Linked DNA regions of Mus musculus: region 1 is linked to region 2. Evidence: chromatin contacts called from public HiChIP or PLAC-seq data. All regions are on one chromosome and are shown on one strand. The core of a region is the stretch at or near the end of the contact, and the rest is flanking DNA. Distances in the headings are between cores, read along the strand shown.

Region 1 (6,697 bases), core at 2,862-5,361, 200 kb before region 2:
GGAACCGGAAAGTCACTATTTACAGTTTTACAGGGAGCCAGAGAAACCGCTGCAGTACATTCCGAGTCCGAAGAAATCAGACCATCTACTGGCAGGAAGGGCTGCTGGTCACTTTCGATGGGGGCTACCTCAGGTGGGAACATTGGGGAGCCCCCTGCTAGGTCAGCATGGTAGCCAAGCAGCAGTCCTGTGAGAGTCCTGACTTAGTGCCCTTCCCATTTGGAGTCCAGAGTTCTGCTCCTGAGGAAAGCTTATCATGGTAGCTTGCTAGAAATAGAGACCTTCCCTGGAATGTCCCGCTGGCCCCATCTTCCTACCCTTCCCCAACTCCTTCTTCAGGATAGACTGAGGGAAGCCATAGTCCAGGGTTTCAGTTCACTCCAGTTGGGGGAATAGGGACAAGAACAAATTAGATAATAAAACAGGTATCTAAACAGGAGAGCCACCCCAATATCCTACAGGGCACACAGATCCTGGGGGTCCCCTGGGAATCGCCCCAGGTTCCTGACACTGACCTCCTTTTCATTTCCGGGTTACAGTGTGGAATCCTCAGATGTGAACTGGAAAAAGAAAAAAAGCGGAGGAATTAAAATCATCTGCCAGTCAGAGATGAGGGACTTCTCGGCAATGGCTTTTATCACAGACCATGTCAACTCCCTGATTGACCAGTGGTTCCCTGGTAAGAGAATATTCTGGAACCAAGCCTTTGATCATGCTTACATAAACATATATATGTATGTATATATATATATATGTGTGTGTGTGTGTGTGTGTGTGTGTGTGAATATATGTGTATATGTGAATAGATGTATATCATATATATCTATGCATATGACATACATATATACATATACATAATACATACACATATACATATATATGTCATATGTGTATATGGGTATATCTGACTGCCTCTTTGAGAAAGTGAAGTTGCCACCAGGATTCAGTCTTTTGCTAAGAGTGCTGCTCCAGGTTAGGACAGGAGGTCCTGTGGGATTAAGTGTGACAGAGGGTATGTGTCACAAGACAGAACTAGTTAGGTCTCCTGGATGCCTACAATATATGGGAGGGATGTCTCAGGGTCCCACACGTGGCCCAATGACATTGTTAGTGTGATTCATACCTGGTTTATGTAAGTTGAAATCAATGGGCTTGCCATCAGGGGGACCCAAATGTGGAGGGCTGTCCCTGGTGTCAATGAGGGGGAGGGCAGAGCTGCGATGCCAGTTCCTCCTTCCCAGTATGCCCCTACCAGTCCTGGTCAAGAGCAAACCACCCACACAGCCCTTCTCAGACTCTTTGAATCCATTTCCCTACTGACAACTGACCCAAAGAAAATACTTTTTGAAGCGAAGCCCCTGGGGGCCTCTGTTTGTTTTGCTGCTGGGGTGGACAGAGAGCAGACAGAGGGGAGTGGGGTGGGTGGGGTGGAAGGTAGGGTAAGGAGGGTGGGGGTGGGGTAGGGGGTGGGGGTGGGAGTGGCTTTGGAGCAGCAAGCAGCAGGAATGCAGCTTAGGGGAGGAGCCCGCTGAGGGGAGGAGCCCGCTGAGGGGAGGAGCCCGCTGAGGGGAGGAGCCCGCTGAGGGGAGGAGCCCGCTGAGGGGAGGAGCCCGCTGAGGGGAGGAGCCCGCTGAGGGGAGGAGCCCGCTGAGGGAGTCTCTTTGCAGTCTCTGGAAACCAGAGGGGGGAATTCTGGATGGCTTGTCTGTCAGACAGGCCTCTATGAACTGGTCTACTCACCTGCCCCAGAGTCTTACATCCCAAGAGGACAATGGGAAGGTGCTTAAGGATGCCACTGGATACATATTGCAGACACAGAGTCCTGCTCCCTTGCATATTGCTTCAAAGAGTGACCAACATGTACAGTGGCTTTAGGAAGGGGATTCTCAGAGAAAACAGCCACAATGTGAGTCAGGGTGACTAGAGGGCTCTTGGCCAGCCAATGGGGCTCCCAAGCCCTGTATCAACTCTCCAGCCTCTTAGTAGCTCCCTAACCAGCCTGTGCCCCGCCCCAGTAGGAGCTAGGGATTTGGCAGGTAAGCCACTTAGCCAGCAATCTGAGAGAGAAGAAACTCAGCCAAGCAAGCCTTTGAGACAAGATGCCCGAGAGCCAGCGACCAAGAGTCTCTCCCTGTGGATGTCAAATGCACCCAGGACATCTAGGAATCCATACTGTCCTGTACAAAGCAGGTCACTGCCCTGCCCAGGGTACTTTCATGAGTGTTTCTCAGTACCTCCTAATGAGAGGGACACAGAAAAGATGTATAGCCTAATAGGGGAACCCACATCAAGTGTCCAGCTTCCCCATGATCTTTTGTATTCATTATCCCCTGCATTTAAGTTCCCTAGAGCACGCCAGTAGGCCCTCCGTTTCTAACCAGTACTAACTGTGGTTAGAGTAATGGACTATAGCTCAGATTCGGCCCCAGTCATTCAGGTAAAGTCTCCACCACTCCCGTCTTGCCTTCCTCTACCAGCCTTCCAATGAATGCAAGCAACTCAGTGTCTAGAGCATGGGGTAACCCCTCTGTGGTGAGTCCTTTGGGATCAACAATTTCCCTGTCCAAAATGTCACTGGAAGGCAAGGACAGTTGGTATATGCTATAACCCCAGAATTTAGAAAGCTGAGACCAGAGGATCTTGAGTTTGAGACCAGCCTCAGCTATATAGCCAAACCCTGCCTTACAATCAAAACCAAAGCAATAAGTCACCACAGAGCAGTACTGGATTTCTGGCTCTCCTGGGCCCAGGTAGGAGCAGAAAGAACCTCTGATTTAAAAGCCAGCCAGGCTCAGAGTTCTAGGGTACTGCTCAGAACACCCACGGCCGGTTCACAGGAGCTGTCCCCTCTGTTCCCATTTAGCCCTGACGGCCACAGAAAGTGACGGGACCCCACTGATGGAGCAGTACGTACCCTGCCCTGTCTGTGAAGCATCCTGGGCCCAGCATGCAGATCCAAACGAGAGGTCAGAGAGCGTGCAGTACTTTGATATGGAAGACTGTGTGCTCACAGCCATCGAACGGGACTTCATCTCCTGCCCCAGACACCCAGACCTCCCAGTACCACTTCAGGAGCTTGTACCAGAGCTGTTCATGACTGACTTCCCAGCCAGGTATGCCCCATGGTCCCTCCCAGGACAGGGAGGCAGGCTATGTGCCTCTCCGACCAGTTCACGGCTTAGCGCTGTAACCATGGGGTGACAGACAGTAATTGTTCCAACCATTCCTTCCTGCCGAGTCTCAGGTGACTTAGATTCCCCCATCCTAAGCTTCCTGAAAGTAATTAGACCAATGGCTTTCTACTGGAGTCCTCAGCAGGCCCTGCTGCCCTTGGCTCACAAAGCAACAGGGCCACCTTCTCTCTCTGCTCCTCTGCGAGGTTAGCACACTTCCTCTCTGTGTCCCTGCGATGTAGCCACCATACAGAGCAGGAGACTGAGATTGCATAGGCTGTACAGGTTTACCCCTGACATGTGATAGATCCAGGGTTAGCCTAGATCAATCCAACCTCAAGTGGCTTTGAACTGTTATTCCCCCCAGAGGGAAAACTAGCAACCGAGTCCAGGACATGCCCTGCCTGAGGTTGGAGGCTTAACCCCTCCCTGTGTGTGCTCTAGGCTCTTCCTGGAGAACAGCAAGCTGGAGCACACGGAGGGTGAGAACAGCATTCTGGGCCAAGGTGGCAGTGGCACAGTCATCTACCAGGCCCGGTACCAGGGCCAGCCTGTGGCTGTGAAGAGGTTCCATATCAAGAAGTTCAAGAATTCTGCTAATGCCCCAGCAGGTAACGGGGTCATAGCCAGCACGTTTTCTTCGGATACATGAGCCCTCTTGTGTCTGACCTCCAGGCTACCTTAGGGAGGACAGAGGTCGTGTGCACGTGGAGCAGGAGGGGGATTTGGGGGCTGGTATAGTTGGTGCAGCTCTGCTTTGTGCCTGGCCTGGCAGGTTGGGGAGTACAAGATGGCGATCCAAGCCAAGTGAGGCCTTAATATTGCTACCTGTCTAGACAGAAGTGTGTGTTAGCAGAGACCACTCCTCCCATGTCTACTTTGTGCCTGCCAATGGCCTGGCACACATGGATGGGTAATCTGAAGTGGAACCGCCTGGAACCTCGTGGTTTCCCACCTATCCACTTTGTTCCCAGAAACAATGACTCTAAGACTTCTTATAGATGAGTAAATACTTAGGCCAATAATAGCTTTGGCTCTGTTCCCTAACTAGCTCATAGCTCAATAACTGAGTTTATTCTAGTTTATGAGGTTACTCACCTCTCCTTCAGTGTTCTGGAGTGAATCTCCCAGATCTGACTGTTTCCCAGAATCAACCTCTCTCTCTCTCTCTCTCTCTCTCTCTCTCTCTCTCTCTCTCTCTCTCTCTCTCTCTCCTCTCCCTCTCTACCCCCTCTCTTTTCCCCTCTCCCTCTCTCTCTCCCTCTCTCCCTCTCTCCCCCCCTCTTTCCCCCCTCTCTCTTCCCCTCTCTCTCTCCCTCTCTACCCTCTCCCTCTCTCTGCCAGAACTCTCACCTCCTATTCCCTGTCTTATCTCATTGGCCATAGGCCTTTTTTATTGACAGGTGATGCTTCTACTCAGTACAAGAGAGTCTCTCTACATTCTGATATCAGGCCGACTCCTCATCTGCAGGGCTCCTTCAGCCATGTCCTGTGCAAGCAGAAAGCTGCATAACGAAAGACAAGAGAATGAGGCAAACTTTGTAAAGGGATACTTGGGATGTTCCCACCCCACTACCCACCCCCCCAATCTACACCCAACACCCCACCAAGAAAGCCAGGAGGCAGCACACTCAGACCTGCATAGCAAATGCAGTCCAAGATCCCCAGTGGAAGGGGTCTTCAGTGCTCCCATTAATCCATTTCTGTTGCTACCACAGAATACCCCATGCTGGGGAATTGCTAAACAGTTGTTTGGCTCAAGGTTGTAATGTGTGAGAGAGCCCAGAGCTTGATGCTGGAGGATCTCCATACTATATCATCCCAGAAGGCAAAGAGTGAGAGAGTGGACAGCCAGAAGCCCAGAGGGGGTTGTATTTCCTTTTCTAACATGCCCACCCCTTGGCATGGCTACCTTAAGTTTTCCACACGTGAGCATTGAGGGGTGAAGGGGAGACACGGTCTAACCATAGTGCTCAGCTCAGGCCTCCTCACTCCAGCCTGTGGAACTGCCCCTTGTTCAGGATAGGTCACGCTGTGATCACAAAGCCAATGTATGTTCTTTTGGTAGAAAAATTAGAATCCTAGAAACGGAAAAGAAAGAAACCAATTTGCAATTCATTGAGGAGAATATTTGTTTCTGCACTGATCTGACAGACTTGGTTGACAAACCTCAGGCTGATAAAAGTCCCCTGGAAATCCTGGACCTAATGCAGACTATTAGAATTCAATGGTGCTTCATACCCAGCAGTGCCCATTAGAAAGTACCCTCCACAGTGGTGATAAGAAGCACCTGGAACTGTGGGTAACTAGGGAACCTTGAGTCCCAACTGGGTAATCTGACTAACGGAGTATCCAATGCATATGCGTTGACCCAAAGTCAAGAGCTGACAAGGGAGGAGCCAACCCCACAAAGGTCTTGAATAAATCTACAGAGGTTACAGCAGGTTTCTCCCAGGGCTTCACACAGGCCTGCCTAGGAAGTGGAATAGAAATGGGAAACAAAACAGTCAGGACTGGGCTCTACCCTGACTACTGGCTTCAAAGACAGATGATCCTTTGTGGACTGGCCACAGCCAGGGGTGCTGTCCTGAGTCTCCAGAGCCTCCTGCAGGCCATCCTGCATGAGATGCATGACTGTCAGGGGTGCTGGAAGAAGTGACAGCATGGCTGGAAATCACTCATCCCTGCTGTAGACCTTTCTCCTCTCATGTGAATGTCACAGGCCCGCAGCCATGGACAGATGTCCCGCTGGCTGATGATAGTGATGGTGGTTTTTCACCTTCACTAGTCCTGGCTACTTGATTAAGAATAAGGTAACCTGCAGTGACCCTGAGGGTGGAGGGGAAGGAGCCTAATTGCATTCCAAATAGTGCCTGGGCCAGGTTTTGAACACAGTAAGGGGATGCAGATGAAATAAGGTCACCGGTACCACCATGTGAGTGGCAGCTGTGGTGAGAACTGTAAGGAGGTTGGAGCCCCATGGTGGTCCTCCCTTAAGGGAACCTGGGAAAACTCACGGAGTGCCCAGAAACTGTCACAAGTGATAAGGCCACATTAGCTCTTGAGAAAGGAAGAGACTCGTGTTGTCATTTGCAACTGGAAGACTTGACTCAACTGCAGTAGCCTGAGGACCTCCCTTTGGGGCCCTTGAACACAGCGCAGAAAAGAATTTCAGGGTGACTTACAGTGAAGCACAGTTGGCAGAGTTGTCTCTTTAGAGTGACAGAGACGATGCACACTGTGGATGTAAGCAGAGGCCATCAGAGGGAAAAGGAGACATCTTTAAAGAAAGGATAATAGCACCCGCCTAAGACATGGGTGTGGCCACTCAGGAGAGTCAGTGCTTAAGTTCCTTAAAGTGTATATGTGCTGCAGGTGTGCCTGCCTGCATGTGTGCAGGTGTGTGTGTGTGTGTGTGCGTGTGTGTGCGCGTGTGTGTGTGTGTGTGTGTGTGTGTGTGTGTGTGTGTAATTTTGTACCTGAAATTAATGATCAGGCTCAAAAATCAAGCAAAGTTTAATAAT
Region 2 (6,738 bases), core at 2,366-4,865:
TGAGTGAGAGAACACTGTACAAGGTGGCCATCTCACTTGCACTGACCAGCATTCCACAAAGCAAAACAGAAGGAATTTGCATCTCTATCCATCACTTGACCGGCCCAGGTCAATGAGAAGAGGTGTAAGATTCTTATTCTTGGTCCTACAAAGCAAAGTCCTTTCAACTAGCATTAAGAATCTGAATGTTGGACTGGTGAAATTCTCAGTGGTTACGAGCGCTGGCTGTTCCTCCAGGGGTCCTGAGTTCAATTCCCAGTAACCACATGGTGGCTCACAACCATAAGGGGATCTGATGCCCTCATCTGGCCTGCAGATGTATATGCAAATAACAAATTAATTATATATTAGATAAAAAATAAATTAATCATGTATTAGATAACCTCGACTGGCCTCAAACTCACTATATAGCAGAATGACCTTGAACTCCTGTTCCTCCTGCATCCACGTCCATGTGCAGGACTACAGAAGTCTGCCACCACACCCACTTCTACTTGGTACAGGAGATCAAATGCTCTGTCTTGTGTATGTTAGTCAAGCACTCTACAAACTGGGCCTCAGCTCTAGCCCCAGCCCCAGCCCCAGCCCCAGCCCCAGCCCCAGCCCCAGCCCCAGCCCCAGCCCCAGCTTATTTAATTTTTTTTTTTTTTTTTTTTTAGAACAGGGTCTTACTATGTAGCTCTGGCTGACCTAAAACTATGCAGGCTGGGCTGACCCCAGATTCACACAGATCTGCCTTGCTCTGCCTCCTGAATGTAGGGATTAAAGGTGTGTGCCCCACACCCAGCCCTAGTTTAGTTTTCTACCTAGTTGTAAATCCACCCATCTCAGTACTGCAGTAATCAGTTGAATGGTAATCTATATTTAAGTTATACTGCAATATAAAACAGTGTTTCTTTAGGATACACACACAGGAGTGAAGCTTCTACACAGAATGGCTGCCCTTTGAGCTTTCTCTAAACAACCAAATGGTAAGTGGAAATCAGGTCTGATGAGGTCAGGGAAAAATCAAAATGGAGTGCGTGTAAAACCTAACACTGGAGATGGGGGGAGGTGTGGCACAGTAACTGGAAGAAGGAAGGAAGGAAGGAAGGAAGGAAGGAAGGAAGGAAGGAAGGGAGGGAGGAAGGAAGGGAGGGAGGGAGGGATGGAGGGACAGACAGACCCTAACACTGAGTTTCTGGTCACTCACAATAATTCTAGAGAGGTTCACTGGGGGGTGTCGCTGGAGCACAAAGAAAAGGGTGACATTTTCATTTTAATCCTCTGTAAATTAAGACCCACTAACTGGCCCAGCCACAGCTAATGGGAACAGTGAAAGTCACAAAGCCAGCACAGCTGCTTGACCGCTATCTATCAAAGCTGAGCAGAGCGATACAATCGCTGTCACATGGTCTTCCACTTCTGGTCTTGATCTCCATGTGTTGCATGCTTGGGGACTTTTAATATTTGTACAACTTGGGGATTGATGGGAAGCGTATGACTCTCTTATGCCTTCTCCCAAGAGGACAGCTTCTAAGCGTTCCTAGGGGAGTCCTAAGCATACCACTCACCCCACTTTTAGGGAGACATCCTTATCTGGCTCTACTTGAGGGTCTTCCTTAGGCCCGGAGGTTGTGTCTCAAATAAAGACACCAGAGATCTCCTTGTGAGGCTCAGGCTCCAAGATATCCTTGGATCACGCACTCGCCTCTCCATTTACTCAGGCACAAGATAATTAGAACAAGGTAAACTTAAAAGAGAAATAAGACTCAGCAGGCTGGAGAGGTTGGCAGCCGATCAATCAGGTTAAAGCCTCTTCCTCCTGTCACTCAGGGGAATACGTGGCATATATAACATTGGGGGGGGCACATATGGAATGCCCCTCCAGGAAAAAGATACAACAACAAAGTTAAACCGGCTTGAGTTATCTCTGCCCTACACGGGGGCTTATCCTGATGGACAAAGGATGGTGTGGATAAATGATAGAAGAATGAGGGATTAAGACCTCCCTTGGAAAAATTAGTCTATGCAGGACCACTGTGATGTCCTATGGCCAAGGAACAAAAGAATACCAAGTTCAGACCTAAAAATAAATTCCACAAAGATAAAAACATTGTATTACATCCAAAATTGAATAATAACTGTAGCAGTTCTGGCCTGAAGATTTTCCTTGGGCCTAATGACAATTAGCACTCTAACCATCAAAAGTTGATTAAATAAACTGCTAATCTACTGCCATAGGACATGACAACCTACCCAGGCTGGCTTGGAGATTTTCTGTCTAGTGCCTTTGAAACCATAAGAGCTACCAGCCTGAGAATGGACTGTCATGCTTTGGCAAAATATGCCTCTAGATTCTTTAAAAAAATGGGCTACGGGGTTGATGAGGGAAAATGATTGTAAAAGATAACTCTGCTCTGTCACGGTTTATCAATGATGGCTAAACTTATGACTACGAGGAAGCTAAAATACATCTGGGGACAAAAATATGATCTATGAATCCATCCCTGTCTACGGAGTGCTGTATAAAGCAGCACCCCACTTCCAGTCAGTCAGGTGGCAAGATTCCCAGGACCCCAATGCCTGATCCCCCCACCCCCACCCCCGCCCCTTGACACTTCTTGTTTCCTCCACAAGACCTGGCCATCTCCAGGGACTGGTCCCCATGCACCGAACAAGATGTGCATTGAGTATGCTATACACCATCACGGAGTCTTTGCATCTCAATAAAAATCTTTCAAACCTCAAAGGCATGTCTTGCCACCACCCACTAAGTAAATGACAGGCGCCTTCATTTCTACCACATGGCACTAACCCAGAACAGTCTCGGCTTGGTCCAGCTGTCTCTGCCTCAAAGCCCTCAGTCGAAGGGAGAGCCTCTGGATGACAATGTAGAGTAGGATGCAGCTGAAGAGGATGTACCAGCCATAGCTGGCCAGCAGGGAGCCCACTGGGGGGAAAAAAAAAAAAAAGAGAAAGAAACCAGTTTCAGAAATGGTAATAGCATTTTTTTCAATAATACTCTACAAAAATAGTCATAGCTTCTTCTTTCAGAACCTTCACAGTCTAGCTGGAAATGGACTCCTAAGAAGCGAATCGCTGGGTACAGAAACTTCTCAACTACAAGGGGACTCGGGAGTAGCCCGGAGGGTGCAGAGCCCAGCAGCTAGGTTCTGAAGGACTAAAGGGGACGTGTCTATCTGATTCAGGAAAGCAAAGGCCATCCAGACTCCGTGAGTTACACTTTGTTAAGGAGTGAGACAACAGTGTGTTAGTGTCGGGTAGAGTGAAACGCCGGGCGGAGGACTCCACTGCAAAAGGAAAATGTTAAAGGGACTCCCGTGAGCCAAGTCCGCGAGCGCCCGCCCAGCTAGGGCGACTTCGAGAAAGGTGAGCTCCGGCCCAACAAGCAGGCTCGGCCAGTCCGCGGCGTTAACGCCAAGCCTCCTGGAGGCCGACCCACCGAGCATGGCGGCGCCCGCCGCCCCTGACCTGTCACGTGCAGGAATCGCAGGCTCTCGGTCTCCAGCGCCGGCCTCGCGGACAGAGGTTCCTCATCGCGATCCATGGCGGCCACCGCCACCGCCACCAACGACAAGCCCGCTGCTCCTCTCTGCTCTGCGCTTCCGGTTCGGCCCTATGTACACGTGGCGCTCACTGCCGTGGCGGTACTGACCTATCGTGGCTCGACCTACCTCGACGCTCGACCAATCACAGGGGGGGTGTGACCAGAGGGCGGGGCTGAAAGATGCCCAGGCGGAAGCGCGTTTGACTTTCAGGGAGGAGCTCGCAGCTCAACTCGGCATAGCTCGGATAACCGATCTTGTATTTGATACTGATTGGACATTGAGGCTCAAGAGATTTGAAACCTCCTGGAGATGAGATTTGAGTCCCGCCCTTGTCACCGGGCCCTAAAGGTTTGCAGCATAGATTCCCCTCCCCTAACGTGCGGAAAGCGATCTACTTAGAATTCCTTTCTTCTGATCCACTGTCTCAAGGGAAGGAATTAATGTAGTAATGACTTCAACTTAGGCTCTTATGTGTTACATTACCACAGTTTTTGTAATGGTTCTCTGCAACATACTAGGAAGGCAATAAAGGAGATAGCTGCGATTTGAAAAGGAACTGATGGAATCAAGTTTCCATAGATTAATGGGATTAAGAAGGTGAGAACTCTGTGGTGTTTAAAGGTGGGATCCTTTGGGAAACTACTATATGAGGTCAATGTGGGTGTCCCCAGAGAAAAAGAGACTAGATTTCTGTGCACCCCACCGTGAGATGACTCAGCCTGAGGAGCCTGATGGAATCTATACGGTGCTGTACCAAGCTTGAGGACTTTGAATCTCCAAAATGGAAATAAAACTCACTGTGTCATAAAAACTAGTCTGTTAAGGATCTTCTAATTCAGCGACTCCATCTGGGGACATGGGAGAGAAAAGCCTGGAGTCACTTCACATTATCAACCACCTTGAAAATAGACTTTGATGACTGGATATGAAGCTAAGAATATGAAGATAGCCATGAATTTGCTGATTTTTTTTTTCAGACACAACATGGCTTTTTTAAAAAATTGCTAAATTTTTAAAGTTTTATGATTTTAATAGTTTTCTCAGTGGTAAAAAAGGATCAGTTTAATTTTTTTTTCTTTTTTGGTACCGATGACTGCCACCCCACCTCTGAGGCCAGTTTGAACCCTCTCTCTTTGCTTAAGGTGATTTCTCACATCATACAGAGCAAGTGAAACATCTGGTTACGAGAGAGGAGGTTGCTCATTTGCCTGTTGATCCAGTCCCTTAACATCTGCAATCATGATGATGAAATAAGTAATGTTTAGTTTCATTAAAAGACAAGGTGGAGGGGAAATGTTGGCACACACCTTCAACCCCAGCACTCAGCAGGCAGACACAGGTGAGTCTCTGAATTTGACGCTCAGGACAGTGAGGGCTACACAGAGAAACCTTGCCTTAAAAGCCTTTAATCCCCGCACACTGGTTAAGAGGGGTTAGTTTCATTAAAAGAGGAGGTGCTGGCTCACTCCTTTAATCTCAGCACTCAGGAGGCAGAGGATGGCTGATCCCTGAGTTAGAGGCCAGCTCTGTTTACAGGGTGAGTTCCAGCCAGGGCTACACAGAGAAACCCTGTCTTAAAAAACCAAAACCATGCCTTTAATCCCAGCACTTGGGAGGCAGAGGCAGGCAAATTTCTGAGTTCAAGGCCAACCTGATCTACAGAGTGAATTCCAGGACAACCAGGACTACAGAGAAACCCTATCTTGAAAAAAACCAAAAACCCAAAACCAATAAAAAGGGAGGTGAATGGATAGGATCAAAGTACATGATACACAGATAAAACAGTGTAATAATGAAATCATTATTTTACATAGTCTTAGCCAAGGAATCTCTTCCGCTTGGAACTTTGCAATCTAACATGGAAACTAGCAATTCAGAAAGATAACATGTTAAAACATACAAAGTAGGAGTAGGATTGTATCTCAATTGGCCAGGTGCTTCCTTGCCTAGCACGTACAGAATCCTAGGTGTAAGGTCCCCCACTGCAAACCCGAGTATGTGGCAAATGTCTCTCATCCCAGCATTTGTGAGATGGTGGTAAGAGGATCAGGAATTCAGAGTCATCTTTGGTGTCAACAGGAAGGCCACACTTGGCAGTGTAAGCCTGCCTCAAAAAACAAAACCAAAACCATGGGAGACAAAGGCAGGCATATCTCTGTAGTTAGCCCCCTCTCCAAACAGCAAAGCCAAATTTAAAAATAGACACACACACCCAACAATAACTTTGTTTACAAACCCAGTGTACATACTTAGATACACAGTATAATATTCAACTAAAATTTAAGGTATTTTGAATTGAGTGCATGGGTTTTAGGGTTTAATTTCAGTTCCTGCAATCCTGCTCCTACTTCTCAGGTGTGACGCCTTTGACATTTCATGTGGTAGCTGCCTCCCTGTACTTAACCTGAACAGCTCAGATGTTACCTGGAAAACTAGGGCAAAGGTGAATAGTAACCACAACGCCCACCACTGGCTATGTAGACTCAATGTCTGGCTCTAACCTGTCACTTACTGTCACATCCTTGTCTGGGCCCTTCTTATAGCCATGTCCTTCAGGTTAGAATTTCCCCATCCACTGTATTCAGCCAGGTAAATGCTTTGGTTAATGGAGAGTAAGCAGACCTGTTATCAGTTTTGAGTATAGCTTAGTTAGTTGTTCAAGGCATAGAAAGCCTAGTTTTGTTCATCACGAATGTCACAAGATTTGCACAAGACTGGGCTCCTCAACATCCTACCACTGAGATGAGGAGGTGCTAACTGGGGCCTGCCCCACCCCCAAGACTTACAGTTACTAGTTGATGGAGGATTAAGAAACGTTTTGTTCAGTGGTGTAGCCATTGGTAAGGCTGCCCAAGCTTCCATAATCAACCCTAAAGCCAGACACAGAAAGTGGGTAGTTAATTGGAAAGAGGGAGACCATCTGAAGGACAAAGGAGGCTAATAGGTGTGTGTGTGTACAATTAAAATACATTATGGGCATGTAATGAAGTCCATTACTATATATAATTAATATAGGGTAATAAAAGCATTAAAAATAAAGAGCAGAGTCAATATGGAAGGAAACAGATGGTGTTTCCTGCTGGCAAACTGCCAAAATTGCTGTTTTCCAATATAACAAGCAGCTACACAGGATGAAGGGTGTGGGGAGCTCATGGGCTCAGAGAAGGCAATAAAATGCCAGTCCTGC

Evidence for each region. HiChIP or PLAC-seq counts read pairs in DNA pulled down with a chosen protein or histone mark.
Region 1: a contact with region 2 is called in an H3K4me3 HiChIP or PLAC-seq map of bone marrow-derived macrophages, with 4 times the contacts expected there. The contact joins the enhancer-like site here to the promoter of Selenos in region 2. A contact is called at or near these places in 6 of 39 promoter capture datasets (the C10 cell line, the HPC-7 cell line, frontonasal cranial neural crest and 3 more), 1 of 15 datasets of contacts at CTCF or cohesin (the NIH/3T3 cell line), 13 of 484 Hi-C or Micro-C datasets (B cells, B-cell progenitors, the CH12 cell line and 9 more), 19 of 115 datasets of contacts at active chromatin or transcription factors (the 230-238 cell line, CD8 T cells, bone marrow-derived macrophages and 15 more) and 3 of 9 other capture datasets (adipose tissue, liver and pancreatic islet).

What each region holds. Positions count from the first base shown.
Region 1 is chr7:66,275,610-66,282,306 of GRCm38.p6, reverse strand. It overlaps Lrrk1 (leucine-rich repeat kinase 1), which reads left to right. Exons shown (of 34, transcript NM_146191.3): 22 at 1-133; 23 at 540-679; 24 at 2,864-3,113; 25 at 3,618-3,784. It overlaps Gm33442 (a long non-coding RNA gene), which reads right to left. Exons shown (of 4, transcript XR_003946791.1): 3 at 5,086-5,254; 4 at 4,506-4,678. It overlaps Gm45989 (a long non-coding RNA gene), which reads right to left and starts at 581. Exons shown (of 4, transcript XR_001778164.2): 1 at 516-581. Within about 2 kb of position 4,111, at least 7 of the 459 cell types and tissues checked have an H3K27ac peak or open chromatin away from gene starts, as enhancers often do.
Region 2 is chr7:66,076,526-66,083,263 of GRCm38.p6, reverse strand. Selenos (selenoprotein S) reads right to left here and starts at 3,615. Exons shown (of 6, transcript NM_024439.3): 1 at 3,475-3,615; 2 at 2,798-2,932. The coding sequence starts at 3,550.